2 separate regions of the Sus scrofa genome follow, and region 1 is linked to region 2. Evidence: chromatin contacts called from public HiChIP or PLAC-seq data. All regions are on one chromosome and are shown on one strand. Each heading gives the region's core, a stretch centred on a gene start, on an enhancer-like site or on the middle of the called end of the contact. The rest is flanking DNA. Distances are from core to core; before and after follow the strand shown.

Evidence for each region. HiChIP or PLAC-seq counts read pairs in DNA pulled down with a chosen protein or histone mark.
Region 1: an H3K27ac HiChIP or PLAC-seq map of alveolar macrophages shows a contact between it and region 2. The contact joins two enhancer-like sites. A contact is called at or near these places in 1 of 47 Hi-C or Micro-C datasets (fibroblasts) and 2 of 2 datasets of contacts at active chromatin or transcription factors (alveolar macrophages and skeletal muscle).

What each region holds. Positions count from the first base shown.
Region 1 is chr15:128,281,775-128,288,252 of Sscrofa11.1, reverse strand. All of the region lies in intron 1 of IRS1 (insulin receptor substrate 1), which reads left to right. Among named protein-coding and RNA genes, the nearest start is that of IRS1, 22 kb to the left of the region's middle. Within about 2 kb of position 3,867, at least 13 of the 83 cell types and tissues checked have an H3K27ac peak or open chromatin away from gene starts, as enhancers often do. A contact at or near this core is called in alveolar macrophages, where this site is marked.
Region 2 is chr15:128,153,845-128,160,649 of Sscrofa11.1, reverse strand. It overlaps LOC102164493 (a long non-coding RNA gene), which reads left to right. Exons shown (of 5, transcript XR_001301648.2): 4 at 6,563-6,719. Among named protein-coding and RNA genes, the nearest start is that of IRS1, 150 kb to the left of the region's middle. Within about 2 kb of position 5,514, at least 25 of the 83 cell types and tissues checked have an H3K27ac peak or open chromatin away from gene starts, as enhancers often do. A contact at or near this core is called in alveolar macrophages, where this site is marked.

The sequences.
Region 1 (6,478 bases), core at 2,618-5,117, 130 kb before region 2:
TCAGTTGTGCATGTAAATGCATCCATTCTCTTTCAGATTCTTTTCCCACACAGATGATCAGAGAATACTGGGCAGAGTTCTCTGTGCTATACAGCAGTCCCTGTTGGCCAATTATGCCATATACCTTAGTGTGCATATGCCAATCCCAAACCCTCAGTCTATCCCCCCGGACTCCCACTTGTCCCCTTTGTAACCTTACGTTTTGGAACTACTCTTTTAAAAAAATGCTTTTATTTTGATATTACTGTGTAATTTAATACGAATCTGCAGGTATGTTCCTGTTGTATCCATACAGCAAAAAATTAAATCCTACCATTTTGAGGTTAAGTTTTTCTAGTGGTTCTAGTGGAAATATGAGATTATTCCCCTCATTCTGATTTTAGTAGTGGTGACAAGTGATGGCCTCTTTTTTTTTTTTTTAAGTTGAAGATATAAATGATATTTTTGTCAGAAGATTTAAATTTACGTAGTTAAAAAAAAAAAACTCCTCTAAGGTATAGTAAGGTTCTAAAAACAAATGAAAAATAAAACACAATGAATACATTTAAATGCGCAGAAGATGAAACAGGAAATCGTAACCAACCTTGGTACTGTTATTAATGAGTTTGCTAAAAGAGGAAGTAAAACTGGAAATGAATTTAAACAGAAATTCTTGGGAAAAAATAGCCATAAATGTAAAGTGTTTCTTAAGTGATCACACAGTTCTCATGAAACCGAATATGACTTTCTGAGTTTCAAATATAATATGTATTCATTTGCTGAAATTTAATTGTGGAGTTCGTTGCCTCTAAAAGAAAATTTGCATCATCCAGCTTTTCTATTAAACAAATCAATAATTCATCAACTAAAATTGGTGGTTCTTCAAAGTGGCCAGGCAATTTGCAGGTGTTTGGAAACCATTTAGAGAGCAGAATTCATGAATATTTTCATAATTACCTAAACTTGTTTTATCATTCATTTTAAACTCAGTACTATTTTTAAAATGCATTTCCTTACTTTCTGTTATTATGAGATATTCCGTGACCATCTTATTTATTTATTTATTTATTTGCTTTTTAGGGTTGCCCCTGAGGCATATGGAGGTTCCCAGGCTAGGGGTCCAATCGGAGCTACAGCTGCTGGCCTATGCCACAGCCACAGCCACAGCCACAGCAAGGCCAGATCTGAGCCGAGTCCGTGACCTACACCACAGCTCACAGCAACCCTTGATCCTTAACTCACCAAGGCCAGGGATTGAACCCACATCCTCTTGGATCCTAGTCGGGTTGGGTAACTGCTGAGCCACGACGGGAACTCCCATGATCATCTTATTTTATTTCCTCCCCCAGTCTTAGCATCATCCATTCCTCCAAGGAGCCCTGGTTCCTTTTATTGGAGAATCAGAAACCAAGATCTGGGCGCTAGATGTAGTTTTTGCTCTCCTTTGCCCTCTGAGTTGCCAGAGCAAGGCCTACCTGTGTGTGTACTAATCTATGTACATACACATCTATAAACATTTAGATGCTTCAGTTACATTCTGCAGTCTACCTGTGGGAAAAAAAAAATGTTTTTTCATACACTTAAGGTTTACTATTTTTGCCATAAAGTTTTAAGTTTTGACAAACCTTTATGGTCTTATTTACCATTGTAATATCATGTAAATAGTTTCACTCCCTTAACAATTTCCTGTACTTCCCTATTCAAACCTCCTCCCTCTCCCCAACCTCTGGGGATAAACCACTGCTCTGTTTATCATCTCTGTCGGGTTTTTGCCTTTTCCAGAATGTTCTATGATTGGACTCACACAGTCCATCCGTTTCTCAGACTGGCTTCTTTTACTGAGAAGTCTGCTCTTAAGATTCATCCAAGCCCTTTTTGTAATGGCTTGGTAGTTCATTTCTCTTCTTTGCCGAGTAGTGTTCTGCTGTATGGATGTACCACAGTTTGTTTATCCAGCCCCCTGACCTCTTATGGGATGTTTCGCTCCCTGTGTTCGAAGACCTTTGTGAAGTCAGCGCTCAGTTTTCCCTTAATATTAACCATCATCAGGTTTTAGTCATCACTCGGATTTCTCAAACTTTCAAACAATTTTGCGGTTCTTTCCAAAACCTCTAAAGTATTCCAGATCTTTTTCCTGCCCTGAATTGGCCAACATTCTGGAGTAGTGTTTCAGACCAACCCAGGAGATTTGCTTCCTAATTTGTCCAGTTCTTCCCATGATAATCTTCTCTGTATCAGCGTTTATTTGATCCATGACAGCAGAACATAGATTTTTGCATCATCTTGGAGCCACTCTGATCAGAACCTTCTTAAGCTCTCTTCCTTCAAGGACCTAGCTATACGGATTTTTCTTTTTTTTTTTTTAAACAGAGTTATTTGAATCCTTCTACTGGTAGTCTTTTTTAAAAATTATTTTATAATATTGTCTTACAATAGCTATTTATAAAATTCCACCTCTTTTTTCCTTATAATCATTGTTTCTTAGAGAATCAGGTTAATCAAGTTCCTGTGAATTTGGTCATCAGCCATTCTGGGCATCCCCTGGGAATATGGAACTGATCAGGCCCTCCTGCCTGTTTGGATCTGTAGTCTGGGGACAGCGGTTTCCTTCCTGGACTTCGGAATTATTCCCAGGCTCATAAAGGGGCCCCTCTGTGTGAATCTGTGTTTATCACCTTTGTGTGAAAAAGGCAGCTTCTTGGCAATTGGCTTAAAGGGGCTTGAAGAGCATATTTATAGAGTCAACACTCAAAAGAATGTACATATGTATATGACTGGGTCACTTTGCTGTACAGCAGAAATTGATGGAACACTGTAAATCAATCATAATAAAAAAATTTTTTTTAATGCAAAGAAACCCAAAAGACACTCAACCATATTTTTTATTATATTCAAAGTGAGATCAACCTTAAGACTCTTCTCTTAAGCTTCCATCAACACAGGTAAAATCCCTTCTTACCCACCTGGGGTGAGTGTAGGGCAGGTTATTAGAGGAGGGAGTGATAAGGGGGCCATACAGGCACAGATGTTTTGTTTGGTTACCAGGACACAAAAGACAGATGATAAAATCCCAGGCCATTTATGCCTCATGGTCCCATTCCCTGCAGTCCCTTTTTTTTCCCCTTTAAAACACAGACATTGATTTTTTTTTTTTTTTCCCTCTTTCTCTCTGAAATGGTCTCAGCTTGTTGTGTAATTCTGGCAATAGAATTCCTGACATACTAGATCATAAAGATTAGAGTTAGGCATTTTTATACCTCCGTATGTGTGTGCGTCTCCATGTATTTAACCTTGGGTTACATGAGCAATTTTTCAAACTCATTCCCTTATAATCACGTTTGCTGTCTGTACTTGTTGACTAGCAAAGCCTCTGGAAAAGTTGTTTAAAATACAGGACCCAGGGGTTTCTTTATGCTTATTCTTTTCACCAAAATGAATCTTTGGATAAAAGCTGTTTGTAAAACTATTTAAAAATTAACTGACCTGAAACAAATCGTAGGTTCTTTATGAACCATATATTAAATGTAGGGAGATATATATATATATATAAAAGCTCATGGCTTTTATTTCAAAATTTCCAGAAATGTCCCAATAGAGTTCTACAGGTCATTGACTACAGACATTCGTGGGCTCCTCCATAGAATTTCTGGGGCTGCTGGATTTTGTACGTTCTCAATTGTCACCAGAGCCTAAGAGGAATTGGTGTGACTGGACTATATTTGCATTTAGAGTGTTAGCAAGCCTCCGGAGTACATATGCTGGGCTATTTATGAAACAACTTCAGCTGACAGCTGAAGATCAGAAGATTCTATTTCGGGAAGTGTCCTAAATGTGAGATTCTGTGGTGGAAAAAAATGTAGTGTCCTACAGATAAGAATACTTGAAAACAGGAAGCAATGGTAATTTATTGCTTCCTGTATAAGTATCCTTATCAGTGGAATAAGCTTTAAGTTTCAGTTCTGCTTTCCTGATTTCTTTTCATGTAATCAGCTCCTATAAGAGGATTAAAAAAAGGGGAGTAGGGGGTACAAGTTGAAGGGTCTGGGGTGAATTTACCAGCATCATTTTTCCAGGCTGGCCATTGTACGTGAGAGGTCAAATGATATGGTAGGAGGAGAATGAATAGACAAGAAAAGAGGAGATGTGACTTTTATTCCTACTTCTGCCCCTTCCTGGGATCCAGCATTCTTTGATCTGATTTTCTGGTCCTTAAAATTGGAGGTAGTGATATTCGCCCCATCTATCTTACAGTGTTGTTCTAAGGCCCCAGTAAAAGTACAGTTGTAAACATTGAGTTGCCTTTCGAGCCTAGGGTTTGCTGTGGTGAGTTTAGACGGCACCACGCCCCCTTTCACTCAAGGGTCCTCTTAGTTTATGTTGCTTCCTTATTAACATACTTTGCAAACTCACTCAGCTTCCTCGGACTTCTTGGCTGGATGAGTGTACTGTGATGGACCTGACCAAAAGGGGGCATGGCCATTGACTCTCTAGTTCCAATACTTGTTTCATGAAGTGTGAGTGTGTTGCACTGTTAAGAGTCTTAAGAAACTGGGTTGATGTAGGGAAAAAAAAAACCAAAGTTCTACACGTGGGCTAAATTATAAGCTGAAGGTATAAATCAGGATTAAAGAGTGAAATGTATTTATTAGATATAAAAAAAAGGCATGTTAACCTGCATTTTATAGTTCTCATGGATTTAATTATACACTAAGTATGGAAAATACAAGTATTACTGGGTGGCACTGAAGGTTTTCTTCCACAAAAAGTCTTGTTTATAAATATCTCTGCTCTTGAGTCTCTGCACCCTTTGCCAGAAAGATCTGGTGTTGTGTGCTGTGCTGGGCAGAAGGGTGGCCTTTGTGAGATGGGGAACAGGAAGCATGACTCACCTACTTAGCGAAGGAACTGGATTAACTCTTGAAGGTTGGTCTAAATGGTGCAGTTTACTAGTCTTAAAGAAAAGAGGCCATGGAGAGTGAAAGCTAGCTACAAGAATGCTCTTTTCCTCTTGCTGTCTGAAAATGAATGGTAGTACTGGCTGTGTTGTGATTTTAAAGATTACCGTGTTTGTTTTCTTTGTTTTGTTTTTTGCTTTTTAGGGCAGCCCCCTCGGCATATGGGGATTCCCAGGCTAGGGGTCTAATCGGAGCTGCAGCCACCAGCCGACGCCACAGCCACAGCAGCGTCAGATCCGAGCCACGTCTGCGACCTACACCACAGCTCCCGGCAACACTGGATTCTTAACCCACTGATCGAGGCCAGGGATTGAACCTGCGTCCTCATGGATGCTAGTCAGATTTGTTTCTGCTGAGCCACAACGGAAGCTCCACCATGTTTTTTTTTGTTTGTAAATAGGAGAGTATTTAGCTCATTCTTGGTCTTGTGTTTGTCAAGGTTTGGGGGAAGGATAAGGACAGTAGGGTCCACGTGGCTACAGAGGAGTTTACAGCAAAGTGCCCTTCCCATGCTCAAGTGCATAGCATTAGTGAGCTATCCAGAACAGCCATTTCAGGGGCTTGTTTGGTGCAAAAATACTGAATTTTTGTATTCCAAAATTCAGAGCATTTGGTTCCATTGGTCAAGGAAAAAGAAAATAGAGAAAAAATGAGAGCAAAGGGATAGGTTGGAAGAGATGTACAACTGTATGACAGTTTTGTAGGTAGTTAGTGACAATGATTAGTTAATGATTTATAATTACCCAGGGGTCAAGAGCTAGAATTTTAGTTGTTTTGCTATTTGGTTTTCCATGTAGATTATGTAAAACCTTGTATGAGTCTCTCGACTTTATTAAGAAAAATATTAGGGCTGTCAGTGTCCTTAAAGATGATAAAGCATAAAACGTTCATTTTATAGATATGGATAAATAAACTTGCTCAAGATGATACAGCTGGTTTGTGGTAGTGTCCGCAAAGGACCCCAGTGTATCATTTCTAGGTGGATGCTTTTCCCCGGTGCTATATTACATGTGTATGTGTATAATGCTTTGTCTACTTTATATTTATATGCATATAAAATAGGTTACATAGATCATATTCACATTTATATGTGGTCCTTCTGTGTGTTTGTGTGGCAGATTTAACTGTTCATTTATTTGTTGCTCCCATATTTTTAATGCCAGCCATGGTTTTGGGTGCTGGGAATAAACCCAGGAATAAGACTTAGTTTCTGCCTTCAAGGAGTTTATATCCAAGGGGGACACACAGACAGTCAACAGATAACGTTATTTCAGATTGTGGTAAGTACTCTCAGGAAAAAAAAGCAAGCAGAGTAGAGGGTTTCGTGGGCAAAATCATGATCACGGCTGTGCCAAAGAAGCTAAGTGGACCACACTCAAGTTTAGTTTTAATTTATTATTTTGGAAGGTTGTTTTGAAAAACTCTATTGGACAAGAAGCATTCAAAGTTTCAAAGATATGTTGGGAAAACTTGTAATTTATGAGACTAATTAAAGGATTTAAAAGATTGCTTGTTAAATGAAGTTTCCTCTTTTATATATAGAG
Region 2 (6,805 bases), core at 4,265-6,764:
CAAGAACTGCGGTGTAGATCACGGCTCAGATTTGGTGTTGCTGTGGCTGTGGCTGGCAGCTACAACTCTGATTCGATCCCTAGCCTGGAAACTTCTATATGCTGCAGGTGAGGCCCTAAAAAGCAAAAAACAAAACAAACAAGAAAAGAAGAAACAACTTTTACACTGATGAATATAGGTTCTTTGCTCCTCGAAGGAGGAGCTCCCGAAAAAAAGTAGCTCTACTGAAAGTATTTCTTGAAAATCTTTGAAGTAGAATATATTTCATGGTATCCCATGAAATGATTGTCTTTGGTTTTCTAAAAGCGATGGCATGGTGTTACAAACAGCTGGCATTCTGGTGTCATAAAACAGTTTCACACTGGGCTCTAGACCTATCCTGTGCCCTTGGAAAATTGGTCAGCCTCTCTGTGCCTCAATGTCCTCATCTCTGATGTGGGACAAATACTTGCTGCCTCGGGAAAGTCCGGAGGATGCAGAAGAGTCACATTTCTTGTACCCAGTCAGCATGTAATGAGTCTTGTGTCTTTCACTCTCTGCCTCCCTTAGTTCTACATGGTAGGCTGGGTATGTTTACAACTACACGTCCCTCATTTGTACAGCAGGCTGCAAAGTGTTTCCATATACATTTTCTGCTTTGATTTTTCAAAACAGCCCTGTGACATAGGAAAGGCTGACATTTTACAAATGAAGAAACGGTGCTCAAAGGGCTCATGAGAATTTGTTGTTTGCTCAGTTGAGCTTTAACTGTGCACATCATTACCTGGGGCAGCTGCTTCGTTGTTTGCTACTCATATTAAAGGGACTGTCCCCCATCTCAGGAGTACCAAGTGGTGGGAGGGATTGCCACAAATGAGCATCAGGCATTCTTGTTGAGCTCTGACTGATGCTACACAGGAAGGTGTACTGAGTCCATGCCGACACTTACCCCTCTCCTGCTGGGTTTAGTGACACAGTCATGAAAGAGTGAAGGTATGATTTTGGTAGATGGAAAAAATGGTCCTAATTTTAAATGTTTGCAATCTGACTCTGAAGCTTTTCTCATCAATAAGTGGTGTTTCTTTGCCCACTTCTTGCATCTAGGCTGGCCTGGTAACGTGCTTTGGCAACGAAATGCAGGGGAAGTAAGAGTGTGTTAGTTCTGACCTTTGGTTCCAAGAGGGCTTGTGTACTTCCACACTCTCTCTTGGAACCCTGGCCAGAAAATTCATGAACGAGGCCAGGCTAGCCTGTTGAAGGACAAGAGATTATGTGGAATCGAGATGCCATTTCGACTGAGACCATTTTAGACTAGTCTACCTCGGCGGGCCTCCTAGCCAGCCCTAAACACATCAATGAACCCAACTGAGACCAGAGGAGCCACTCAGTGGATCACTGATCACAGCTCCAATGACCAAGCTGCAGAATTATTAGTTAAATAAATGACTGCTGTTTTAAGCTGTTGAATTCTGGGCTGGTTTGTTATGCAGAAAAAACTAGCAGATACAGGTATCACTTTATACCAGGAGTAGAATTACTGATATTGACTTGCTGAGCATTTTGTCCCTTCCTGTTTTGGAGCAAAGGATTAAATAGGCTATTTCTGTTGGTGAAATTAATAGGTTTCTTCGACCTAGAATATTTCTCATAGAGTATAGTCCCTAAATGCTCAAAACTGACATATGTATTAGAATAGAGTTTAGTAGTTTGGTAGAACCTTCCAATTTTAGCATAGAAACTTACATGACATGAGACACTAGGCTTTGAATGACTGTGTAAATAGGTGTTCCATGGACCCCTTAAGTGTTTAAGAAGGCGTGGGCCCTGGCTTCTTTCTTATTCTTGTTCAAGCGGCGAATGCAGGTTTTAACAGGCCAAGTGGCCTAAGCAGGTGACAACTACATTCTTTTCCTATTGAAATTTCCTATTCATAATTTCCTTGATCTCAGTGGGGTCACTTATCTGAAGAATTATAAGGTATTTAGTGGAAGTGAAAGAATAATTTCAGAGAAGATTCATAGATTTTGATGACTATGAATCATACCTTAAGAATTTGTGGCTGCCTTTGAAGTGCAAACCACAGGAAGTATCTGATTTACTCAGCATCTGTGCTATTCCTGTGGTTCAGTTTCTAAAAGACTTGACAGAGCCAAAAATGAACTGTGCCCACCAAGAAGACCATTAGTAAAAATGTTGGCTCTATTAACCTGAATCGCTCTGAATTTTCTGGCCACAAGGCTGAAATCTTGCTCAAGTTTGGGGTTTGTTGGCTTTGTAGAAATGTTTTCTTTCATGAAACTCTTGAGATCAGAGCTGAGTCTCAGGGATGTAGATTGTGACTCAGAAATGAGATCCACTCCAACTTGAGGTACTTCTGAGATTTTTCAGAATAGCTCAGTTTAACGTAAGTTTTCTTTCTTTTTTGGCCATATCCTTGGCATGTGGAAATTCCTGGGTCAGGGCTTGAACCCGTGCCACAGGTGCGACCTGCACCACAGCTACAGCAACACTGGATCCTTACTTTGCTGTGCCACAGGGGAACTTCCAACAAGAGTATTGACTGGTCCAGGTGAACGAGTGGCTGCCACCTGCCCTACAAGAGTGGATTTTTGAATGTATTTGGTGGAACAACGTTGTGTTTTTTTAAGACTCTTTCATGTAGAGGAAAGAGAACGTGTATCCTAGATTGTCCTCTAATGATAAACCGAACCCAGCTAGTGTACAAATCTGGCAGATATTTTAGTGTAACACAGTGAATATTTCCATGTTCAGGTGAAGGTTCTGGAGGACTAAATATGTAAATTTCTAGGAACTATGTCTCAATTGAAATGATTAACAAATTTGTTGGAAAAATCCAGGGGCTTTGCTGCCTCCCCCCAGTGCACACATTTTTAAAATATTTTCTATTATGATTGAAAAAAAATACTGCTTTTTGATTGACGAATCACTCCTATCCTTCATCAGAAACATCCACCCCCTTTAGACGTCTAGTTTTATTTTGGCAGAAGAGTGATGCTCAGCCTTTCCAAGGGGTTTACATTATGCTTTCGGCTCAGCCAAGCCCAGCTCATTAGACTTCCAGTGAAAAAAATTAATCCAATGACAATTTGATTAGATGATGATGAGAACTGGGCAAGACACTAAATAAAATGATCTGTATTAATCATCTCATTTAGTCCTCCCAACAACCCTGTGAAGCAGGCACTGTTATTATCCCCATTTTCAGATGAGGAAATTGAGGCCCAGAGGAGTCAAATGTTCAGGTGGCATAGCTAGGAAATGGAACAGATCGGGCCTAAATATAGTTTTGTTAGACTCAAAACTCACGACCGGAGTTTCTATCCTTGTGCAGTGGTTAACGAATCCAACTAGGAACCATGAGGTTGCGAGTTTGATCCCTGGCCTTGCTCAGTGGGTTAAGGATCCAGCGTTGCCGTGAGCTGTGGTGTAGGTCACAGATACAGCTCCAGTCCCGCGTTGCTGCGGCTCTGGTGTAGGCTGGTGGCTACAGCTCTGATTAGACCCCTAGCCTGGGAACCTCCATATGCCGTGGGAAGTGGCCCTGGAAGAGACAAAAAAACAAAAACTCATGACCATTTCAAAACACTCTACAGTATTAAGTAAAGTACTACAGAATCTCTTTTTTAAATTTTATTTTATCAAAACATGAACAGCTAGTGGCAACTCTATGTGCATAGGCACAGGGGATACTTAAAACTGTAGGAGGGGAAAACAATTTTCCCTTTACACTTCGGAGTTCTTAGCTAAGACCTCTGTAGTTAAAGACAGATTAGGAGTTCCCATCGTGGCTCAGTGGTAATCGAATCCGATGAGGAACCATGAGGTTGTGGGTTTGATCCCTGGCCTCGCTCAGTGGGTTACGGATCCGGCATTGCTGTGAGCTGTGGTGTAGGCCGGCAGCTACAGCTCCGATTAGACCCCTAGCCTGGGAACCTCCACAAACCGTGGGTGCAGCCTTAGAATAGACAAAAAAAAATAAAATAAAATAAATAAACAAGGAGGCAGAAACAAAAAACGAAAACAAAAACCCTGTCTGCTCAGATTTGGTATTCCTTGGCTAAATGATTAGTAGGGCTCAAAAAAAAAAAAAGACAGATTAATAAGAAAAAATTATTAACATGTAGACCTTACGTATACATGGGAGATGTCCAAGGAAAAGTGAGTATCTCAAAGAAGCGGCTTAGAATTCAGGCTTAAATACTATCTCAGCGATTTTTTAAAAAGTGAAATGGGCTTTTCGAGAAATAGATGGGAGACATGAGAGTTTGTGACAAAGTTTGGGTGTGATGTCAACTTCTAGTCTCCCCTCCTGTGATGAGTCCATCTTCCCTGGTTGATGAAACTCCTGGGGAAGGGATTTACAGTTGAGTTCCTTTTGGAAGCTCTGTCTTGAGGCAGATAAGGAAAATCCAGAGAAAGCTCCTCCTTGCGTTTGCTGTTTTCAGGTGCTGGGTTTTGTTTGTTTGTTTGTTTGTTTGCTTGTGGTTTTTTTTTTGAACAAAAAAGAAAATTCATTTATTTACTCTCATGGGACTACAAACTCACATTTGCATCAAAATAATAAACCATCAAGACACAGGAAAAAGTGCAGAAATTTTGCATTTGCTGTTTTCAAGTGCTGTTACCAAAGTGGCATATTTGGGGTGGCATGTCCTATGAGGCTTTAAAACTTAATATCAATTGGTTTAACTTTTGGTTAAGGGACATTTGGTTAAGGAGTCACTCCTAGAACAGGGAATGATGTCAGGTTTATCATCTCTATTGGACTGTACTCAGAAAGATCTTTTGGAACTTTGGATTCATGGAGGAATAAAATGGAATATTTTTTTCCATTCATAGAAAGAATAATTCTAGAGGTTGGGGAGAGGGAGAGGGGAAGTAAGGAGATGGAGAGAGAGAGGGAATTGCCTTTACTACTACCAGCCAACTATTGGCTATTCCATATCCCTCCAGGCATTTTTTAAGCATCCAGGACATGTCAGTGCAACTCTTAGTATTTAAGTTGTATTGCCTGGAAAATTAAAGGTCATACTATATTGTAAGGTGTGGCTTCATTGTAATTAATTCTGTATACAACTAGTTTTATTAGAGTTCCATCAGCTATTGGCCCTCCATGGGCAGCTACCACTGGCTGGCCTGCAATTAGCCCCGTATGTGTTAGACCACAGCTGAGGTACCATGTGTACCCACGTAATGAAAAGCCCATGAAACTTAGACATGCTGCATCTTCTTAGAGCAACTCCAGTGGGGTTCTGCAAGTTCCTTTGCAGAAGTGACTTTAGGCTGCAGGGAAACGTAAGGTCAAGGCCTTTCCCAAGCAAAACATGCTGGGGACATTTCCCTGCATCAGCACTGACTGTGGTTAGCAAGGAAACCCCTGGTGCCTGGTGAGGTAGGAGGAATGGATTCTAAAGATGCTTGGCTCCTGGAGCATTGGCAGTGGGGCAGCCTGCCTGCGGCGGCCTCCAGAGAGACTTTGACAAAGGCGAAGGAAGCTCCCTGTTTGCTAGCATGACTCACTCCACGTTTGCTGGGTGGTTCACACGCCTGCCTGCCCACAGGCCGGAACAGGAAGGCCCTCATTGCGCTCAATTTTTTTCCTGAATGCCTTTCTCAACAACAGCGAAAGGAAACATTACTGTTTGGCTTGGAGCCATTCAGGTCACTTGGTACTCAGAGTGCTTAGGATGTAAGAGATGGGCTCGGCCAAGACCTGCGGAGACGCGCAAGGCTGCAGTTATGCCTGTCTGTGTTTTAGATTAAACGGCTGCCTTTTGCAGTAAACAATTCTGGGTGATTTAAGACACCGGGAACTCCCTAAACTAGCAAAACCCCCAACCCGAGTCTGACCATCCGTTTTACAGGCCTAGTTTCACAACCAGTAACCGCCCGGTGTGTGGGTGTGGGGGGGGCCTTGACTCTGCCACCCACTGAGTCTCTTGAATTAAAATAAGAAAGGCCCCGCAGGCCAGCTACGCCCTTCTTAGAGCTGATTCCTCTGGAGGGACCAGATGGGTGGGGTGAGTATGGCCTGGGGGAAAAAAGAAGAGGAAACCAGAAGGTTTCTTAACATACAAAGGGGTCAGGATGCCTGGAGCTCCCCAGCTTCTAGGTGGAATTACAGGCACCGGAAGACCCCAAGGACAGCAGTTCTATCATCAGAAGCTCCTAGAAAATGTTAACAGCCCCCACCCCAGAAAGTGCCCTTCCTTGTCATGGGTGCGTGTCCTTCCTGGGCCTGTAACAATTCCTCTAGGGACCTCTGGCTGGACCCACCCCTGGGAAGACTGCTTCTCTGGGCTCAGGGGCCAGATTGTGCTGCCATTTGTAGCAGAAACTAGGGTCCGAGGAGGGGGTGGAAAAACTGTTTTCTTCCTTAGTTTCAGGCCCTCCCCGTGCTCAGAGTTTAACAGCGTCCCCCACGCCTGGCTTCCTTAGCTGCCTTCTCTCCACAGAGGCTCAAGCTGGGGGCCAGAGGCGGGTGTCCGGAGGGTGGGGTGGGAGGCAGATTCCACACCTTTTCTTCTGGCCTCCTCACTCCCTGACTCCTTCCTTCTTTCAGATTCTCTGGTACCTGCTCCATCCACGTCTTAGCCTCAGACCTGCTGGCATGCAGATCACCTCTTGCAAAGTGACACAGGTGCAGGGGTTCCTGGTGCAACTGTTCTGACCCAACTGAAAGCTGAAAGAGTTAGGGCTCACCCAGAAACTCTCTCCTGGTGAGTTTATTCCACATCCCTCAGGGACTTTGTCAGTTTATAACAATATATACCCAGAAAGGCAGGCTGCCTAAAAGTTTTTTTTT